3 separate regions of the Mus musculus genome follow, and regions 1 and 2 are each linked to region 3. A link is a contact called in public ChIA-PET and HiCAR-type data. All regions are on one chromosome and are shown on one strand. Each heading gives the region's core, a stretch centred on a gene start, on an enhancer-like site or on the middle of the called end of the contact. The rest is flanking DNA. Distances are from core to core; before and after follow the strand shown. Region 1 overlaps Aopep (aminopeptidase O). Region 2 overlaps Ptch1 (patched 1). Region 3 holds the start of Zfp367 (zinc finger protein 367).

Evidence for each region. ChIA-PET counts read pairs in DNA pulled down with a chosen protein or histone mark. HiCAR-type assays count read pairs that join an accessible place to other places.
Region 1: a contact with region 3 is called in an RNA polymerase II ChIA-PET map of memory CD8 T cells, with 34 read pairs. The contact joins the enhancer-like site here to the promoter of Zfp367 in region 3. A contact is called at or near these places in 1 of 39 promoter capture datasets (pre-B cells), 1 of 484 Hi-C or Micro-C datasets (muscle stem cells), 2 of 115 datasets of contacts at active chromatin or transcription factors (memory CD8 T cells and pancreatic cancer cells) and 1 of 9 other capture datasets (adipose tissue).
Region 2: a contact with region 3 is called in a HiCAR-type map of embryonic stem cells, with 3 times the contacts expected there. The contact joins the enhancer-like site here to the promoter of Zfp367 in region 3. A contact is called at or near these places in 4 of 39 promoter capture datasets (the C10 cell line, hippocampal neurons, liver and 1 more), 6 of 115 datasets of contacts at active chromatin or transcription factors (astrocytes, bone marrow-derived macrophages, embryonic stem cells and 2 more) and 1 of 9 other capture datasets (liver).

The regions. Positions count from the first base shown.
Region 1 is chr13:63,242,381-63,245,080 of GRCm38.p6, reverse strand. All of the region lies in intron 13 of Aopep (aminopeptidase O), which reads right to left. Among named protein-coding and RNA genes, the nearest start is that of Gm16907, 53 kb to the left of the region's middle. Within about 2 kb of position 1,335, at least 106 of the 459 cell types and tissues checked have an H3K27ac peak or open chromatin away from gene starts, as enhancers often do. A contact at or near this core is called in adipose tissue, memory CD8 T cells, muscle stem cells and 1 more, where this site is marked.
Region 2 is chr13:63,540,243-63,543,016 of GRCm38.p6, reverse strand. Ptch1 (patched 1) reads left to right here. Exons shown (of 24, transcript NM_008957.3): 8 at 705-852; 9 at 1,729-1,860; 10 at 2,180-2,335. Among named protein-coding and RNA genes, the nearest start is that of Ptch1, 24 kb to the left of the region's middle. Within about 2 kb of position 1,271, at least 14 of the 459 cell types and tissues checked have an H3K27ac peak or open chromatin away from gene starts, as enhancers often do. A contact at or near this core is called in embryonic stem cells, where this site is marked.
Region 3 is chr13:64,151,914-64,154,613 of GRCm38.p6, reverse strand. Zfp367 (zinc finger protein 367) reads left to right here and starts at 1,415. Exons shown (of 5, transcript NM_175494.5): 1 at 1,415-2,014. The coding sequence starts at 1,625.

The DNA of each region.
Region 1 (2,700 bases), core at 86-2,585, 910 kb after region 3:
AGATTTGGATATAGAATGTTCAATATTGTATTTGTTAAAGATTTATTATAAATACAAGGGTAGGAAGAGGTATAGAAACAAGGCCCAGGTACACAGGATTACTTAAGCATCTAAGCAATACAGTAAACTGCATACAGACACACAGACACACACACACACAACCCTCCCCGGCTTGGTTGCTTCATAACAACTTTCATTAATTACTCTGCACCCATCACTCACATAAGTCCTTTTCCAAAGGCAAGGCCCAGGACACAAAGACACTCTCTGAGGAGGTGAAGGGCGGCTGGTAATTCATTAGAACCCATAAAGCTTTTCTATGGAAATCAAGAATCAATGAAGCTATTGTATGAGACCATAGCTCGGCAAGTGTGGACTAGTTATGGATTCTCACAAAGCAACAGTACTCTTAAAAGAGGCAAGGGCACCATGCCTAGGAAACTCCAGGGGAGCCTTGCCTCAGGTATAAGGGCAGCCACCCATACCCACCAGGTTGCTGGGTGCAGGGAGTGGCTACCAGTAACTGTGGGCACTTGGCTGCATGCTCCCAGCTCTCAAGGGTTGCTTTTACTACTGGCTTGTGCATCCAGGGCTACAAGTGATTGAAGTCTATCAGCCGCCACTGGCTGCTGTGAGTCCAGTAAAGAGTTAAGTAACTTTAAAACAAAACAAAAATCTTAAATACTGGTTTCCAGAATTACAACAGAATATAAAAGACTTATGTCACAAAAGACAAACACTGTGACAAACTATTTCAAGCCTAAATCACCTACCTTTAACATTCTGGGTGCGCTCGCGCTCGCTCGCTTTCTCTCTCTCCCTTTCTCTCTCTCTCTCTCTCTCTCTCTCTCTCTCTCTCTCTCACACACACACACACACACACACACACACACACACACACACACACACACGGCAGAAGTGTAGCAAGTGCACACTGCGTCTCAAAGGCGTAAACAGAATGTAGACCTCCCTGAATTCACAGACTTAAAAGTCACGGTGCATTCTCACCCCAACAGAGATCACCACTGCTTTTGTGGCTCCAAGTCAAGTGTGTAATAAGAAAGGTGTTGTAAAAACAGATTAAATTGCTCCAAACTTTAGCATTTTATCAGAAGGAGAAGAGACAGAGCTGACTACTTGCCGCTATGGGCCATGAACAGCTCGGGCCATGTGCCTCACTCCCCTGTTCAGTCTTTATATTTAACCTGGACACATCACTATGAGTTTAAGAAAATTGTAAGCTCCAAATTGTGACAGAAGTCAACAGTGTCGGCTCTCGGTGACACTATGACTCACAAAGGCTGGTTCACCACCCTCTGGACCTTTGCTTCAGATACACCAGACACAGAGGATGGCTTGTGAGTCACCCCAGTGGCTGGAAAGCCAGCCTATGAATACTTCTGATCTCAGCATGCACACAAAGGCTAAAATGGAAATGGCAAAGGGGGTTTTCTCTAAGTTATTAAATGTGCAGTAATCAAGAAGTCGGAGTCTTTTGAATCTTACAATAGAGAGTTTTCTTTAAACTCCAAGTGCATTGTCTTTAAAATATACCATTGCATAAGGTGCTATTGTGTTATATATTTTAGTTCTTAGAATAATGAAGTTATCTAAACTCTATTTTCATGTACATACCTTAAAATATTAATTCTTACTGTATAATAGTGATACACAATTTATGTTTAAAAGTTAATGTGTTCTTCCAAAGTCAATAATAGATCATGTAGCAAAAGCTATTACAGTTAACACGCGTGCGCGCGCGCACACACATACACACATACACACATACACACACACACATACACACACACTCTTTTCACTGTTGGAATCACAGCTCTAGCCAGCCCCACAGAGCTAGCCCAGGACTGTAGTCTGTGTGCTATGCACATTCTCGTTTTTTTGTAGCCAAATTTACTCAGACTAAATAACAAGCATTTGAAATAACAGAGAAAGGAAGAACATCAGAGTGGGTGGGAAACAATTCAGGAGCAGGAGAGAGGACACGGGCTTGAGGTAATCTGGTTACAGCCGTGGCAGAGATAGGAAGCTAGGACAACATGGAAAGGGATGTCAAGGGACATCCTGTGGAGATGTAAAAGGGAGAATGAAGAATGATGGTCCTTCAGATGGGTACATAAAGTCCTTAAAGATGGCTTCCTGATAACAGGAATGGCCAGAGAGAGACAGGACATGAGGCCAGGGCAGTTAGGAAAGCACTCCAGTCACTCACAGGGTGAGGTGGCAAAGTCACTCAGCTTGTTCCATTTGCTTCTTCACAGCTCAGACTTCACTGCACTGCTTTTCTGGCTCAAACTCTCAGCTAATATTTCAAGCTCCATCAGACTATGCCCATCATTTAGTGCCTGAGATGATTTCTTTAAGGGTAAAACAAAATGTTTCCCATAAAATGGCATTCTTTCCACACAGCTCGGATCCTGGCCTGCTGCCTGCCGTGGCTGTTTTCCTTTCTCAAGTTATCCCAACAGTTCTGTTTTTACCAGGCAGTAAGAGCCGCCTCCACCCATGGAAGGAAAACGTTGCAGTCCTAGCATAGTTAGTACCGGCCACTTAGCTGAAGTCACTCGGATCTAGTCCACAGACCATTCGGCCAGATCCACCTAGCCCAGTCCAGTTTGGTCTGATCTGGGTTGACTTCTGAGAGCCTCAAGTGGGGGACATTTGAGGAATGGAGGACATGGA
Region 2 (2,774 bases), core at 22-2,521, 610 kb after region 3:
TGTAAATCTTAGCTAGCTGTCCAGTTCATTGAACCTTGGGGAACATTAGCACACCAGACCAGCTTGCAAAGAGATCTTGTGGGCAAGGTTTTCTAGAATGGATTTGTAGTTTTCATCAGAGCAGTAGCTGTTGATTTCAAGGTTTTGGAAGGTCTGCCCTTACATAGACTAATGGGATAAGAAAATCCAGTATTAGTGTACAATGAGTTGAGGGGTAGGAGCTGATCTGTGTCACGCACTGTTAAGAGTCAAAGACCAGGAACAGCAAGCAAGGCAAGAGTTGGCCTCTGTGCAGCCAGGATTCCAGTCAGTCAAGTGTCAGGTGTTTCGTCTGAGGTTTCTCCCTCGGGACACTGTCTCTGGGATTTCTGCACACAGAGAGTGTGTGGCTGAACCCAGTGTATCTGGTCAAGCTATCTACTCCCCTCTCCTTCCTGTTTCATGGAATAGGAACTGAGAAAGGAAATTGCTTATTAATTTAATTTTGGGGTCTATCTGTAAAAGGTTTGTAAGGTTACACCTTTAATATGGTACATCAATCTATTAAATACAATAACCATCCTGGTCTTGTTTGAATGGAAACATGTGCACACAGAGGAGGGAAGAAGTCTGAGGGAAAACTGGGGATGCTTGCTTGGGACTTCACATTGCACACACTGCTTGGCCGCTGTGCTGACCTTCCTTCTGTCCATTCACCTTGACAGCGCTCACGCCCTGCAAACCATGTTCCAGTTAATGACTCCCAAGCAAATGTATGAACACTTCAGGGGCTACGACTATGTCTCTCACATCAACTGGAATGAAGACAGGGCAGCCGCCATCCTGGAGGCCTGGCAGAGGACTTACGTGGAGGTGAGGCCCTGCCTAGAAATCAGGACAACTTGTAACTGAGCCCAGTCTTCCTTTCCTATTGAAACATTGTTTCCCGTTAGGTGTAGTGGGATTTTTGTTTGTTGTTTAGTCTAATAGTGCAGCCCAAGCAGTCTCAAAATTGCTGTCCTCCTGCCTCAGCCTCCTGATTGCTGGGATTACACCACTGAACTCAGCCTCCATCTCTTCAATACAAACTTTAATTCTAAGCACTGCATGAAATGCAAGCTTGATTTTCTTTATCCAGCCATTGAAAGTTTTGGGAGTAGTGTCTGAAGAGACACTCATTCTTAGTTGGGGTTCCCTGAAACATGCCTAGTAACTATTGTAGATCTCAGAGCCCAGGCATAACAGTGCAAAAGGGGGAGGGGGAAAACCCACACTGGGTGAACAAGAAAAGGTGTCTGGAAAACATTAGCAAAACAGAATCTATTCACAGCTGCAGGCCCCTTGGTCAGGTCATGTGACAGGAGGCTGGCCTTTGTTTCCCCAAGCAGTGACCTCTATGGAGCTGCCTGTGACCTTTTGAAAGTGTCCAGCAAATGAAGGGGTGGGGGGGAGGTGGAATTTATAAGAATGAGTTGTTTTGGATTAAGGCAACAATCATCTGGCTGTGGAGTAAGGAACCTTAGAGTTACAAAGTAAAACACTCTGGGTGACCACAGACCGCCTGCCCTCCCTTGAGCACAGCAGCCCTCACTGTCAAAAGCAGGTTTCTCTTCCCTCAACCGCTGTCCACTTGATTGGGACCTCGTGTTGCTGTATCAGCAGACGGTTGGAGGCACATGGTGGTGTTCCCCAAGTCTGTGCTCTTGTTGCTTTGGCTCCTGGGAATTTAGCTTTGTCTTGTGGCCACAGGTGGTTCATCAAAGTGTCGCCCCAAACTCCACTCAAAAGGTGCTTCCCTTCACAACCACGACCCTGGACGACATCCTAAAATCCTTCTCTGATGTCAGTGTCATCCGAGTGGCCAGCGGCTACCTACTGATGGTAATTCTGGGCTCCCGTGGGTTGGTTTGTAATTTTACTTTGACGGTACCTGTTTTTTAACTGCCCCTAACATAAAAGTATGCCCAAGACGGCTCAGCCTTGGAAGGATTTTAGAAGTGGTCTCCACCCTGTTGTGTGGTGTTCATAGTGTAAAGTTTTGTCTTTGGAGTCGATAGGTTCTGCCTTTGGATGTGGGGCGATGGGGTGGGTAAAACGTTAGAATTGTTACACATTCTAATGTTTGGCTCTTGTTTTGTGTCCTCCCCTTCCCTCTCTCCGATTCCCTTTTGTCCCCTTCCCCCAATCGTTCTGCTTGCAGCTTGCCTATGCCTGTTTAACCATGCTGCGCTGGGACTGCTCCAAGTCCCAGGGTGCCGTGGGGCTGGCTGGCGTCCTGTTGGTTGCGCTGTCAGTGGCTGCAGGATTGGGCCTCTGCTCCTTGATTGGCATTTCTTTTAATGCTGCGACAACTCAGGTACTTCAGGGGCCATTCGTTGCTGTCCTCTGGCCAACACACCTTTCCTGGCCTGCCGGCCCCTTCATATCTATCTTACCTAAAGCGTTTGTAAAACCTTTTCTGTAAGGGAAAGGGGAGGGCTGGCTCTCAGTAGACCCATCTGATATATGGGCTAAAAGGCTGGAGAGCTGGTGAAATGGGTCAGTGGGGAAAGGCACTTAACCCTGCAAACCTGGTGATCCGAGTTCAGTCTTTAGAGCCTACATAAAGATAGAAAGAAAGGACTCTACAAAATTGACCTTTGACCTTTGATTAGTCATGTGGCGGCATATACACATACATTAACAAAGCTTTTTTTTTTTTTTTTTTTTAATTCCAGGGATGTTCTTGGTAGATAGAGACATTTAATTAGAATAGTTTATATCATTTACTCAAACTCTGACTCTCATACTCCAGT
Region 3 (2,700 bases), core at 166-2,665:
TTTGACTTCGGTATCTTGCTAGGTATAGTTTATTTACCCAAAATAAAGATGTGGCTAAAAATAAGGTCACACTATTGGCTGCTTTGATTTGTTAATTTAGGCAGTTTTCTCTAAAACAACACTCTGGTGCCTAAATTAATTTAGGCATAGCTTTGTATTTGATGGAGTTTAGTTACCGGTTCTATCGCTTAACCACTGGATACTCATTCAGATATAAAAATCTTTATGGAGTCTCTACTAGGAACAGGCTGCCTGGGAAACGCAGCAAGCAAATGAGCTCCAGTTGCCAGTTCTATCCTTTAGCCTCTAAAGAGATTTTTAAAAAATCTTTGAACTGCTACCACCATCAGACTGCCTGGGAAACACTGCAAGCAAGTACGACCGGGAGCTGACTACTGTGCGAATGGTTGCTCATGCGTCCCACCGCGGTCCCGAGCCTGGCAGCAAGAACCAATAGTCCGGGAACCGTAGCAGGGCTGGTCACGGGACTCACATTAAGAACCCATGCCCTTAGGCAGGAGTGGTGACTCACGTCTTTAGTCCCAGTACTGGGTGTGTGTGTGTATGGAGGGGGGGGGGCGAATGGGATCTCTGACTTCGAGGCCCTCCTGGTCCCTACATAGGGAGTTACAGGGCAGCCAGGACTCTATAGAGACCCTGTCTCAAAACAAAAACAAGCCGGGCGGTGGTGGCTCATGCCTTTAATCCCAGCACTTGGGAGGCAAAGGCAGGTGGATTTCTGAGTTCGAGGCCAGCTTGGTCTACAAAGTGAGTTCCAGGGCAGCTAGGGCTATGCAGAGAAACCCTGTCTCGAAAAACAAAACAAAACCAACAACAACCCCCCAACGCCCAAAAAGAAGTGGTGCTTTGCTGGCGCCTTGAGCAGCCGTGGGTGGGGTGGGGTGGGACGGGCGCGGCCTCAGCCCTTTAAACTGGCTGCGCGCGGGAGGGGGCGGATTGGGTGGGGCGATGGGGAGGGCCCTCTCCACTGCAACTTCTCCAGACTCCTACCCTCTTTACACCCCCTCTTCTTCTGGTGGGGGAGGGACCCAGCATGCTCGCCCCGCCCACCACCACGCCCCTTTCCCGCAGCTCCTCCAATCAACAGCCTCTTTCCCCCTCCCCACCTTCGCAGGAGTCATCCGGCCAGGGTGGGGCTCCCGACGGGTGTGTCAGGACAAGACGCGCGCTCCTACAGACTTTCGAACGCAGTTGGCCCTCCAGACAAAAAAGTATGAGAGCGGCGGCCAATGACGTGGCAGTAAGGACCCGCGCTCGAATTGGTTCCGCCCCCTCCGGACGGAACACAGCCTGGACCCGGCTATTGGCTCTCGCGACCTGTCACTCGTCGCGGTGGCCAGCCGCAGGGTCCTCGCGGTGACTGGTTCCGCCCAGGCGCGAAATGTAACGCGGGAAAAGCCGAAGCGGGGACCGCGGCGGCAGGTTGTTATTCTCGGGGACTCGGCGCCTCGCGTCCCGTTTTCCTGTCAGCAACGCTGCTGCAGCCTGATCGCCCGGAGCCGCCTGCCATGAGCCGGCGGCTGTGAGGCGCCGAGACGTAGCAGCGCGGGCGAGCAAGGCAAGCTCGGGCCGCCGAGAGCGCGAGGGCTGCAGACGAGCCAGCATGATCCGCGGCGCCCCGGCACCCATGGCGGAGCCGCCGCCGGTCGTCTTCTGCCACGACTCCCCGAAGCGCGTACTGGTATCGGTCATCAGGACCACGCCGGCAACGCCTCCGTGCAGCAGCGTGGGGGAGCCCGAGCCGCCGCCGCCGCTCGTCCCCACTAGCCCCGGCTTCAGCGACTTCATGGTGTACCCGTGGCGCTGGGGTGAGAACGCGCATAACGTGACGCTCAGCCCGGGGGCGGCGGGCGGCGTCGTTTCAGCCGGACTGCCCGTGGCGGCTGAACTCCCGACGCTGCGGGGTGCGCCTCAGTCCTCCGCCTCCGTGGCCGCCGTGTCGGGCGGGGAGGACGAGGAGGAGGCGAGCAGCCCAGACAGCGGCCACCTCAAGGTGAGTGGCTCGGGCGGCCCCGGGCGCGGGGCGGCCTGGGGCCCGTTAACGGCGCCGCTCGCCAGCGGGGCGGGGCCGGAGAGGAAAAGCGGGGTGGCGGGGGCGGTGGCTGACAGGACGCTGACGTCACTGCCGCGCGCCAAAACCGGACCTTTGGGGGCAAGGTGGTCATGTGACGGGTGCGGCGCGAAGGCCGGTCTGAGGGCAGCAGGTGCAGCGGGGTGATGAGGGGGAGGCTCGCTGTGTCCAGATGCCTTGCACTGCTGTGCTTGTAACCTCGCGGCCTCGGCCTGCTTAGATGTGGGAAGGAAGGATGTGAGCATTTGGCTCCAGCCCACATTGGGGCGGGGGCCAAGTATCGCACTGTATCCCTGGCCTGCCTGGGACTCTCAGAGTTCTACTTTCCGAGTGCTGGAATTCAAGGCTAGCGACACCATGCCCTACTATACCCTTTACATCCGGAGCAGCTGAGGGTTAGGGAGTTTGTTAAAGCGTCTTCATGAAAATCGTATGTATAGCTAGCTAGTGGGAGTGTTGGCACACGGTGACTGTGCTCGGAAGGAACCGGGAGTGTGTTTATGGGGCTAGACTTAATACTGGACATTCATCAGAGCTCAGGAAGGTATCGGTAAATCTGTGTGTCGAATACATGGTATTGCAAGATAAATATGCAGTTTTCTGTTGTT